Linked DNA regions of Mus musculus: all the other regions are linked to region 1. The links are chromatin contacts, called in public capture Hi-C and promoter capture Hi-C maps. All regions are on one chromosome and are shown on one strand. The core of a region is the stretch at or near the end of the contact, and the rest is flanking DNA. Distances in the headings are between cores, read along the strand shown. Region 1 holds the start of Car5b (carbonic anhydrase 5b, mitochondrial). Region 2 overlaps Syap1 (synapse associated protein 1). Region 3 holds the start of Syap1 (synapse associated protein 1).

Region 1 (3,997 bases), core at 515-3,014:
ACTTACTGAACTCATACTGTCCAATCTGTTAAACAGTAAATAAAGTTGAACTATCAAACATACCACATCTTAGTGATCTACCACCACTTATTACTGTGTTTCCCGAAAAATGCACCCATGCTCCCATTTGCTCAGAGAGCTGTATCAATGTGCCACGGGGAAGCTAAGCTTTCCACACATATGTTCCCTTTGCCAGCGCTGATTCTTCACGTAGCCCCTTGGATTTTATTGACAGGTCTGATGCTTTGCTAACTTAGAAATGTGTGCAAGGAGAAAGAAGTGTGAAAAGCTACTAAAGAATCATTGATGAATTGGGAATTTACTGTGATAGGTTGTGTGAACTCTGCCTGATTAAACTTTCTCTGTGCAAAACAGACAGCAGAAAGAAAATGTACTCTGAATAAAGGTTACAATCACATGGAAAGAAACTGTGTGTTTCTCATCAGATTGACTCCTGATTTCAAAAGGAAGCAGGCCTTTTGCAACTCCTCAAATCTGAATTAGAGATTATCTTGCCAAATCTTGATGGAGAAAGCTCAGCTTCCTCCTCTCACCCACTTCTTCCCTGGGAGCATGACTCCCATCTGAGAGTGGTACCCTTACTCCTTGGCCTTTCAAGGCCTTCCAGCCTAATTTTAAAGGTTGTGAATTAAGGATGAAACTCCTAAGAATAAGAAAGGTTTTCTGCATCCAACATACCTGTGAACATCAGCTACTCAGGGCAATGTGCGGGGACTGCTCAGGGATCCATGGCAGTTTCTCTCACAAGAAAAAAAAATGGAGCTTACTTCTGTTCTGTTCCTAATCTAGCTAGGTCTTTAAACAGCAGCATGTAAAGATACCAGATTACCAACAAAGGAGACCAGGAAGTGGAAGGCAAAGTGGTTTTTCAATGGCTGAGAAGGCACAAGTTGTCCGGAACCAAGGTGTGCCCATTAGTGCCCAATGTTTCTCAAACATAAAAAGGGAGGGCACTGAAATTAATATCAAAAGGTTGCCAACCAGCCCCGGGGTCAGAAATACTTAACAAAGAATGTCGCACGCAAACTAGAACAGCCACCAACCATTCTATATTTTGGAGGTACCTCTCCTCTAGGTCTAGGGCGGGGCACAAAAAAAGTTAAGGCCAAAGTGAAAACGTTTCTGATTTCTGCAAACAGTGCTGTGACAGTGCTCCACAGCCTGGGGATGGCTGTGAGCCTGTCCCCAGCTCCAGGCTAAGTGGGGGTGGGGATGAAGAAGAAACACCAGAGGGAGAGTCTTAACTGTGCCTCAGTTTCTACGCAGTCTCAGAACTGGTAGCTTTTACCCATGTCTCCAGCTGTTTTTTTGTTTTATTTTGTTTTTTTTTAAACAGGCTGAACTTTTTTTTTAACTTAGATTCAACCAACTCAGGCAACATGCCCTCACAAGGGACTGCTCCTCCCATGCGCCCCCACCCCCACCCCCCAATTCTCTCAAGTGAAAAAAAATGTGAAGGATTCTGGGGACTCTGAATAGTAGAGAAAGGGGGCTAGGGCAGAGAGGACCAAGCCTAGTCAGGCCCGCTGGAACTGAGGCAAGACTGGCAGAACCAACAGCTGTCACTGCCGGATCTGTGGGGTGGAGGGTTCGGAGAAGAGTTGCGGTCCTCTCTGGATCTTTCCAACCTCCCTGAGGTTCCCACTCCGCTCGGCTGCCCATCCTTACCTGGACGTTTTTCTCCGTTTCTCCAACAGCACTTAACAAGTGCCACTGGCAAGTTAGCTTCCCAGGACCAGCTACTGGCTACTGTCCATCAAGGCCTCGCCCCTTGGCGCCCGTGCCACGCCTCCCAGAAGCCACGCCCCCAGCTCTTCAAGCACTGCTAGAGCCATTGGGACCGCCCTAATCCCGCCCCATTTAGACCTGGCGTGCCTCTGCTCTCTGGCCTAACAGACCACTTCTAACTTAAGCCACGCCCCTCAGCCCGAGCCACGCCTCTGAGTTCCTTCAGAACGGGATGGGGGGGGGGGGGAGGAGGAGAACCTCCTAACCCGGTCAACCCTGCTCCCTTCTCTGCTTGCCACAGGCAACGTTTCTGGGATAAAAGTAACAATTCTTGGATAAAATCTGACTGCTGGCCTAAAAGCCTGGTCTAAAAAGTGTCTTTCCTTAAGTTTCATCCATCTCAGAATATCATGATTTTGACAAGCTAGGGCCAGGTGACCCCCAGCGAAAGAAATGCTGGATACATTTTTTCCCATTACCATTCAGCTCAATTTACCCAAGTTTCTAAACATCCTTTGAACTTGAACTGTGGGTTCATGGTCCTTCCAGCCAGTTTGTAAATCCTTCTAAAACTGGACTGGGGCTGGAGAGATGGCTCAGTGGATAAGAACACTGACTATTCTTCCAGAGGACCTGGATTTAACTCCCAGCAACCACATGGCAGCTCATACCTGTCTAACTAGCTCCAATTCAAGGCCTTCTGACACCCTCATATAGACATACATGCAGACAAAACACCAATCAACATAAAAAAATAAAAATAAAATACAAAAAGGTAATTAAAAGAAAAGCAGGACTGTGACATTGTGTTCTAGCCCGCCGGCCTTATCTGACTTTAAATGCAAGGCAGAGGCAGAGGCAGAGGCAGAGGCAGAGGCAGAGGCAGAGGCAGAGGCAGAGGCAGAGGCAGAGGCAGAGGCAGAGGCAGAGGCAGAGGCAGAGGCAGAGGCAGAGGCAGAGGCAGAGGCAGAGGCAGAGGCAGAGGCAGAGGCAGAGGCAGAGGCAGAGGCAGAGGCATCAAACAGTCTCCAGTCTTTCCTGTAGTCTCTTACAGATGATTTTTCTTAGGTGACCAGCACCATCTTGCTATATTGAGACTGATTGTTTTGACACTAAACTAACTGAAACTCTGGTTGTGACTCAGTGCTCTGAGAGTATATATTCAGTTATCCTTCCTCCTTCAAGTCTCCCCACCCCAAAAAATGTGGAGAAGTTACAACCAGCTTGCTGCCCTTGTACTTAAGTCCCTGACTCATTCATTCAAATCACATTTACGGTGTAGATACTCCTCTGGCAAACAAGACAAACCTCAAGGTGCTGATGGTTGGATGTTGCCCCAACTCAGGTTGGGATGTGACAACCCCTCCCCCCCAAAAAAGTCAAAAGGGAAGATGTAGCAAGGAGTTGGTAGGTGAAGAGCATTTAATAGTCACAGTTCCTTCTCCTCCTCGATGCCATGAACATGCACTTCTTTCCTTAAAATATTTTTTTTCAGATTAAAAAATTTTTTGTGTGCTTGAGTGTTTTGTAAATATATATATATATATGTATATATATATATATATATGTAAATACACACACACACACACACACCCCATATGTATGCCTGGTACCCATGGAGGTCAGAAGACAGTGTTGGAGCCCCTAGAACTGGAAGTATGGATGGTTATGAGCTGCCATGTGGGTGCTGGAACCAAACCCTGGTTTTCTGCAAGACCAGAGAGTGACCTTAACCTCTGAGCCATCTCTCCAGCCACTGAAAATACATTTCTTTAAAAAAGCTTTCAGGTATCTCGAACAAGAGACAAACTAGTTTATCTTAAAACAAAACAAAACAAAACAAAAAACATCACATCTATAGCCTACTGCTAATGATAATTAGTTTTTAAAGCAACTTTGGCTACAAATAGAGCAATACATAACAAAACTGAACATCTATCACTTTCTGTTCACAGTACAAGCATGTATGCATCTCAAATCACACTTTAGTTGGGCAGTGGTGGCGCACACCTTTAATCCCAGCACTTGGGAAGCAGAGGCAGGTGAATTTCTGAGTTCGAGGCCAGCCTGGTCTAAAGAGTGAGTTCCAGGACAGCCAGGGCTACACAGAAAAACCCTATCTTGAAAAAGAAAAAAATTCAAATCATATTTTAGTGCATATACAGTAACATGCATTGAATTTCTCACTTCACTGGTCTTCTCTATCCCATTAGGAAGAATGTTACTGGGTAGCAAACACAGAAAGACA
Region 2 (3,997 bases), core at 389-2,888, 1.2 Mb before region 1:
TGATGGACACACTGAGGTTGTGAGAGAATGTCCATAGGAAACAAAATATTCAAGGTTGGACTTGCTGGGCGGTGGTGGCACACGCCTTTAATCCCAGCACTTGGGAGGCAGAGGCAGGCGGATTTCTTCTGAGTTCGAGGCCAGCCTGGTCTACAGAGTGAGTTCCAGGACAGCCAGGGTTGCACAGAGAAACGCAGTCTTGAAAAACAAACAAACAAACAAACAAACAAACAAACAAACAAACAGGTTGGACTTGAGGGCTCAGTGATGGAGCAGTTGCTTATCATGTGCAAAGCTTTGGATTCCATCTCCAGTACTCCTTCCCCACAAAAAAAGAATCTAAGATCATGAGACATCAGGTGAAAACAAACGTCTTCACTTGAGAAATCAAAAAATGTTCTCTGGGAGGCTGAGGCAGAAGGATCCTGAGTTCAAGTCCAGCCTGGATTACATAGGAGACTGTCTCAAAACTAGTAGAAAAGCATCAATAAGAACAACAACAGGAGGCTAGACAGATGGGTCAGTGGTCAAGACCACTGCTGCTTGAGTTTGGTTCTTAGCACCCACACTGGGTAGACCTGTAATTCTAGGTCCCAAGGATCTGACGCCGTCTCCTGGACTCCCCCTTCAGGTAAGGAAGGGTACTTGCCATACAAACTTTGAGTTTGATCCCAGGACCCATGTAAAGACGGAAGTACAGTACGAATATACACACACAAATTGTGTGTGCATGCAAACACAAATAAATTTGGGTTACAAATGGTCTTTGTATTGCACTTCAAATCTTTCTAACTTTTCATTGTTTCAAAATACTAATTAAAAGAATTGATGCCGGACGTGGTGGCGCACACCTTTAGTCCCAGCACTTGGGAGGCAGAGGCAGGCGGATTTCTTCTGAGTTCGAGGCCAGCCTGGTCTATAGAGTGAGTTCCAGGACAGCCAGGGCTACACAGAGAAACCCTGTCTCAAAAAAAGCCAAAAAACAAACAAACAAACAAAAAACCAAAAGAAAAAAATTGACGACTGTTTTCTCCAATTATAATCTCTAGTTTGGAAGACAAACCTAACCCAAATCAGAAAGCGTAAACATCTGCAGACAGAGCAAAGCCTCTAGACTACTTGCTTACCCTGGCACACACAAAACTCTGGTTTCTAACTCCAGCATCATGTAAACTGGGTATAATGCCCTAAATCTATAATGCTAGAACTCCAGGGTGGAGGCAGGAGAATCACAATTTCAAGGTTCTCCTCCATTATATATAGCATTTCAGAACAACAACACTGGGTATGTGAGACCTTACTGCCAACCGACCACAGAAAACCCAAACCACCACAACCATGAAACCTCAAAGGCACAAGAAGAGAGAAAAAAAAGCAAGAGACACCCTCAACATAAAAGCAAAAACAGGCCATTATAAACAAATATAGGACTTCTAGACTTTTCTTCTCTGGGTGTCACACTGATCATCTGGGATACTCTTTCTGAAGAAAAACAGTCACTTCATTTAGAAAATGAAGAATTGGGCCTATATTTCAAAATGCACACGAGTATGTTAGCACTTCCCTGCGGTAGTCTGAACCCAGCCAGTGCACTGTGGCTGCATCACAGACACACCCTGAGGTCCTCTGATAGCAGGAGAGAAACCACCTGTTTTCCAGCCAAAGGCTGAGTGTTTCTCACAGGGGCTAGCCACAGGCTCCTAATGCCTCAGCAGTAGGATCTGCCACAAAAGCAGAAAAAGCAGTCTGGGAGCTACAGCTGTGCCCAATAGGGTTGTCAGAGGACCTTTTAGAACTTTACAATGACATCTGGAGTGAGTCTTTCCTAGAGGGCGATGCAGAAGTTTTCTGCAACATGCCTGCCTCTCTCCATCAGGGGGGAGGGAATCTGGCAAAGAAAACAGCCCAAATGTTTTGTTCATGAAAAGAGCAAACAGAGCCCATGAGTCACTACAGAGACATTGATACAACCCAAGGTTAGCTCATGTGGGATGATTTCACAGAGCTCAGAATTAAAAGTGGCCTTGAAGATACATATGCAGCCCAGTTCTTCACAACTTCAATATTTCTTTAGTCTGTAACACAAGCTTTGTCTGGAACTTACTATGAGGCCCCAACTGGCCTCAAACACGATAGCAGTCTTCTTGCCTCAGGCTCCTAAACACTCAGCTGCAACTCCCCTTTTACCTGGCTCTCACATTATGGCTTAAGACATTGGGAAAGGTAAGCAGGGCCAATTTTAGTTCTCCCAAGTCTCATAGTTTTCTTTCACCATGCAACCCCAAGGGCTTAACTCAGGCCCTCAATCTTGGCAGCAAGTGCCTTAAGCCACTGAATCATCGCACCAGGTCGAGGTAGATTTTTTTAAAAAATATTTTATGTGTATGGGTATTTTGCCTACATGTATGTATTATGTGCAGCACATGAATGCCTGTGCCCACAGAGGTCATAAAGAGCATCAGATCCCCTGGAAATTAGAGTTACAGAGGGTTGTGGGTCACTATGTAAGGCACTGGGAAACAAACCTGGGTCCCCTGGAAGAGCAGCCAGTGCTCTTATCCATTGAGTCATCTCTCCAGTCTTTCTTTTTTTTGGTTTTTCAAGACAGGGTTTCTCTGTGTAGCCCTGGCTGTCCTGGAACTCATCTTGTAGACTAGGCTGGCCTCGAACTCAGAAATCAACCTGCCTCTGCCTCCCAAGTGCTGGGATTAAAGGCGTGTGCCACCATGCCCCGCTCTCTCCAGTCTTTCAAGGTAGACTTTTTTATATAGGGTTTCCTCAATGAAAACACACACACACACACACACACACTTTTACACTTTCTCTCCCTGGCTGGCTTTCGACTGTATCCTAAGCCTCCTGAATACTGGGATCAGGGTACACAACCATGCCCAGTTAGAAATTATAATTGGTACCATCTGTCAGGACAGAATATGTGTTTTATTCATCCCTGCATTGTTTGAAACAATATATAAAAAAGTCAATTCTTAGGGTTTTGTAAGCATATGCAGCAGAGGAGTAGATAGAACATTTCTTTTTTTTTGTTTGTTTGTTTTTGTTTTTCGAGACAGGGTTTCTTTGTGTAGCCTTAGCTGTTCTAGAACTCACTCTGTAGACCAGGCTGGCCTTGAACTCAGAAATCTGCCTGCCTCTGCCTGGCAGCACATTTCTTTGTATCCTTAATTATAAATAGCTATGTTAGCCATAGTCTAAAGGCTGGTTGTCATGACTCATGTCTCCAATCTCAGCAGCTAGCACATGGAAGGCAGAAGCAGGAAGATCCCTAAAAAATTAAGGCTGCTAGACTGGTCAATAAATAACATAGTGAGTCTCAGGCAAGCCAGGGCAACTTGCTAAGAGACTGTCTCTAGTGGTTATGTGCCTGTAAACCAAGCTCTTGGGAGGTGAAGGTAGGATGATCAGAACTTCATGGTCATCTTCAACTACATACAGCATTTGAGGCCAATCTAGCTCAACAAAATTTGCCAAGTGACAATAAAACTTAATTTACCACCAGTATACTGATAGTTATAGAGAGAAGAGTTTCACTATAGAGGAAAACACAAAGAAAAGGTTCTATATCACTGGCTTCCTGAGGCTAGAATAACTTTGCTAAGGAAGTATTCTCATAAAGACAACAGACCCGAGCTGCCATAGGGTCCCAAGGACTAGGAAATACGTGCCAAAACCCCTATGTGGTTAGCTAAACATTAAATAATGAACATAAGCTAATGTATGATCCCTCTGAAAACAGCCCAGAAATCACAGAAGAGGAATTGCACAGATAAATCCTACAGAGATGGGAATAGGAGAAGGCAGGACTGAGGAAGTTGAAAAGTCAACATGCAAACAAAAATGTATTCTATGGAGTTGTGCTACCCATGGGATGAGTGACCTGCAAGAAGCAGGTCTGCTTACTGGGCAGGAGTTTGGACAGGCCCTGGAACAGAGGCCACAAGTGCTCATGAGGAGTGGGGAGATGGCTCTATTCTCTCCT
Region 3 (3,997 bases), core at 855-3,354, 1.1 Mb before region 1:
TCTGCCAGCATCTGCCTCCCAAGTGCTGGGATTAAGGGCAAGAGCCACTATCACCTGGCCAGCTTTTTTGTTTTTTGTCTCATGTGGCCTTGAACTGCTGCTGATCTTCCTAAGACCCCAAAATACTGGGGTTACAGGCCTATGTCACCACCATACTTGACTTTTATCCCACGTTAATCTATCCCAACTACACTACAACCTCTGCTCCAGTGAACCCTTCTCACATTCCTTAAATATTCCAAATCTACTCTTTCCCAATTTTCTAAGCTGCAAATAGTCATCCTCTTTTTCTAGTGATTTCATGGTATCACACTAAGTTTTATTTTCCTTGTCCAGTCTTCGGGAGTCTTGGCTGAGATAATGTACTGTTAAAATTTGATACTGTGGCTATTTCCCCTATGCCTCTAACTTACAGTCAAACATTTTGAACAATAGGACCTTTCCTGCTGAAGTCTGTGCGTCTTTGTTCTTTGACACCCTTAATTGACTTGATAAGTCCTTAAAACTTTCAAAATTTCGTGGCTGTGTGGTGGTGAGCTCCAGTAATCGGGAGAGAGGAAGGAGGGCTGGGTTCAAGGCCAGCCTTGGCCATATGAATTTGAAGCCAGCTTTGGCTATCTCAAAAAGAACAAAAAGCCTCACAAAATTTAGTAGATATTTTTGTTGCAATTCTCTTATGTTTACTTCTGCTTAGGGCCCACCTCCCCCCAAATCACATTCTTTAACTATGTAAGCCTGCCAAAGTCTCTCGAGAATTAATACAGCAGGTATTTATATTCTTAAGAACTACTGTTTGTTCAACTGGATAATAAAATTGGAAAGTGAAATCAGGTAGATTTTTGGCTCAAAATCTACTTGTACTACTATCAGTAAAACGCTGGACTTGTTTCCCCAACCCCTTGGGGATTGTGAATAGATGAAATGAGGGATTTATTATTCACCAAAGATCTAGCACTGGAACTTGAGTATAGCAGACAATTGGCACCTTCTTTCCCACCTTAAGGGAAAAAGGTCCTGCTGAAAGGGGAAAAGAAAAAAAAATACTGATCGCGAAGCGACAGGGAAGCAGAGGTGAGAGGATCAAGGTCATCCTTGACTTTATGGCAAGTTCGAAACCATCTAGGGCTGATTGAGACCCTGCTTCAAAAAAATCAAAAGAAGGCATGAATGACTATGGCTCGAGTAACTTTTTTTTTGGACAGGGTTTCTCTGTATAGCCCTGGCTGTCCTGGAACTCACTCTGTAGACCAGGCTGGCCTCGAACTCAGAAATCTGCCTGCCTCTGTCTCCTGAGTACTGGGATTAAAGGCGTGAGCCACCACCACGGCTCGAGTAACTTAACGAAGTTACTTTAGACAATACCTTTCAGTCCTTTCTTGGGACAAAAGGCATTTTTCTAAACCAATTCTAGCTGGGAGTCAGAGTTGGAGATTCAAATGAACGTTTTCAAGTTGAACAAACCGAATTCCTTGTCAAAACCCTGAAGACAGCAGCACACTGATCGCTTTCCGGCTTCCCAAGTTTACAAACTTTGCAGGAAAGCGACAAGTCCTTAGGCACGTCGAGGAGATGAAGTGACTGCTTGGTGAACTTTGGCGTTGTCCAGCTCCTTAGCCAACTAGCCCATGTCAGAGAGGACCGTCCCCCTCCTCGTACATCAACATCCCCGCGTCCCCTCCCAGTCCACTCTCAGGTCCCAGAGAGAACTCACTGCCAAGGCCTTTGGCCTGGTGGAGGAACTGTGGGTCCTCCGTCGGCGGCTGCTGCTGCTGCTCCTCAGTGGGCTCCACGGGCCGCTCGGGGCTCTCCTCAGAAGGCGCGGCTCCCGCGGACAGCTTGTCCCCGTCCCGGCTGGGAGGCTCTTCTCCCTCCGCCGCCGCCCCCTCGGGCGGCTTCAAGCCCAGCCAACTGCTCAACCCTCCGAACATCCCGCCCGCGGGGTCACCGCCGCCTCTGCCGCGGTCCCCTCGCCCAAGAGCCCTGGCACCCTTAACCACTGGCTGATCCGACTCCGCTGGTCTTCGAGGGAGACTGACCGGAACCGGAGACCTCCCGAAGCTTGGCCCACCCTCTCTGACGGCGGCTCAGCTGGCCGCGCATGCGTCATGTCCGGCTAAGGCTCCGCCCCCTCTGCATCGACTCCCCGCCTCCCCGCCTCCCCGCCTCCCCGCCTCCCCGCCTCCCCGCCTCCCCGCCTCCCCGCCTCCCCGCCTCCCCGCCTCCCCGCCTCCCCGCCTCCCCGCCTCCCCGCCTCCCCGCCTCCCCGCCTCCCCGCCTCCCCGCCTCCCCGCCTCCCCGCCTCCCCGCCTCCCCGCCTCCCCGCCTCCCCGCCTCCCCGCCTCCCCGCCTCCCCCTGCTTTTGGAAAAGAGGCTAAGGGCCAAAAGGGTTTTCTCCGCTGAGCTCTTCTTGCTCTCTACCCACTTTTCTATTTTCCCCAGCTTTGTTTTTTGTTTGTTTGTTTGTTTTGTTTTGTTTTTGGCTTTTTCAAGACAGGGTTTCTCTGTGTAGCCCTGGCTGTCCTGGAACTCACTTTGTAGACCAGGCTGTCCTCGAACTCAGAAATCCGCCTGCCTCTGCCTCCCAAGTGCTGGGATTAAAGGCGTGCGCCACCACGCCCGGCTTATTTTCCCCAGCTTTATAGGTGTGTGGTTGGCATCTTTGGGGGCTCTCCTACCTGGTCTCACTTTGTGATTACCTCGAGATGACAGCCTCCTTTTTTAGGGCCAGCTGGACCGGGTTACACCCCCACCCTTGGAAAAGGAGGCCTCAAGCCTCCTCCTGAGTTTAACCCAAAGCTGGGAGTAATGCATAGTGATTTAGGCCAGCCTGGGCTACCTAAGTTCTTGTGTCAAGAGCAGAACATTAAAAAAAAAAAAAAACCTAAAGGAAAAAAGGAAGGAAATCAGCTGAGCGTGGTGGCACATGCCTTTAATCCCAGCCCTCGGGAGGCAGAGGCAGGAGGATTTCTGAGTTCGAGGCCAGCCTGGTCCACAAAGTGAGTTCCAGGACAGCCAGAAAAACCCTGTCTCAAAATACCAAAAAAAAAAAAAAAAAAAAAAGAAAGAAAGAAAGAAAGGAAATTAATTGTAAGGAAGAAGTTGGGGTGGGGTACTTATAGATTAAAAATTGGTTTACAGTGGGTAGGTAAAATGGATTAGCAGGTAAAGGTACTTGCCACCAAGTTTGGCAACCTGAGTTTGATTCCTGGTACCTATCTGATAAAACTGACCCTTGCAGGTTCTCTGTCCTCTGATCTCTACACAGGCTCTGTGACTACCTATACCATAAATAAAATTTAAAGTATTTCACACAATAGCTTAGAGAACTTACTGGGACTGAAGCTCAGTCAGTGGTAGACTGCTAAAACACATGCCCAACACAGCAAATCATGCGCACACATATGGAATAGACCTGGCTGAATGGGGTGATACATGCTTGTATTCTCAGCATTCAGGAAGCTGAGGCAGGAGGATCTTGAGTTCAACACAAGCCAGAGCTACATGAGACCCTTTCCCAAACAACCAAATGAGTGGCACTTAGAATTTAAAACCCTGGTAGTTTACGTGCTCAGCCCTGATCTCCACATGGCAGAAGAAAATAGCCCACTCCTGAAACTTGTTCTCTTGTCTGTATCAGTGTGCATTGTGTTCTCCCCAAACCCCACACACTAAATAAAGCATAATAAAGATTAAAATAGGGCTGGAGAGATGGCTCAGCGGTTAAGAGCACTGACTGCTGTTCCAAAGGTCCTGAGTTCAAATCCCAGCAACCACATTGTGGCTCACAACCATCTGTAATGAGATCAGATGCCCTCTTCTGGTATGTTTGAAGATAGCTGAAGTATACTTACATATAATAAATAAATAAATAAATAAATAAATCTTAAAAAAGATTAAAATAAGAAAACCCTCGAATACTCATTTAAAGACAGGGTCTCAAAGCCTAGCACAGTGGCACACACTTTTAATCCCAACACTTGGGTGGCAGAGGCAGTCA

The links. Promoter capture Hi-C pulls out the DNA fragments that hold promoters and counts their contacts. Capture Hi-C pulls out chosen DNA fragments and counts their contacts.
Region 2: a promoter capture Hi-C map of pre-B cells shows a contact between it and region 1, with 7 times the contacts expected there. The contact joins the enhancer-like site here to the promoter of Car5b in region 1. A contact is called at or near these places in 6 of 39 promoter capture datasets (the 3T3-L1 cell line, cranial neural crest, embryonic stem cells and 3 more).
Region 3: a capture Hi-C map of embryonic stem cells shows a contact between it and region 1, with 5 times the contacts expected there. The contact joins the promoter of Syap1 here to the promoter of Car5b in region 1. A contact is called at or near these places in 9 of 39 promoter capture datasets (3T3-L1-derived adipocytes, the SN4741 cell line, cranial neural crest and 5 more) and 1 of 9 other capture datasets (embryonic stem cells).

Annotation. Positions count from the first base shown.
Region 1 is chrX:164,026,246-164,030,242 of GRCm38.p6, forward strand. Car5b (carbonic anhydrase 5b, mitochondrial) reads right to left here and starts at 1,765. Exons shown (of 8, transcript NM_181315.4): 1 at 1,690-1,765.
Region 2 is chrX:162,866,868-162,870,864 of GRCm38.p6, forward strand. The region is part of intron 5 of Syap1 (synapse associated protein 1); the gene reads right to left. Among named protein-coding and RNA genes, the nearest start is that of Mir3473a, 6.1 kb to the right of the region's middle. Within about 2 kb of position 1,639, at least 38 of the 459 cell types and tissues checked have an H3K27ac peak or open chromatin away from gene starts, as enhancers often do.
Region 3 is chrX:162,886,358-162,890,354 of GRCm38.p6, forward strand. It overlaps Syap1 (synapse associated protein 1), which reads right to left and starts at 2,105. Exons shown (of 9, transcript NM_025932.2): 1 at 1,712-2,105. The coding sequence starts at 1,928.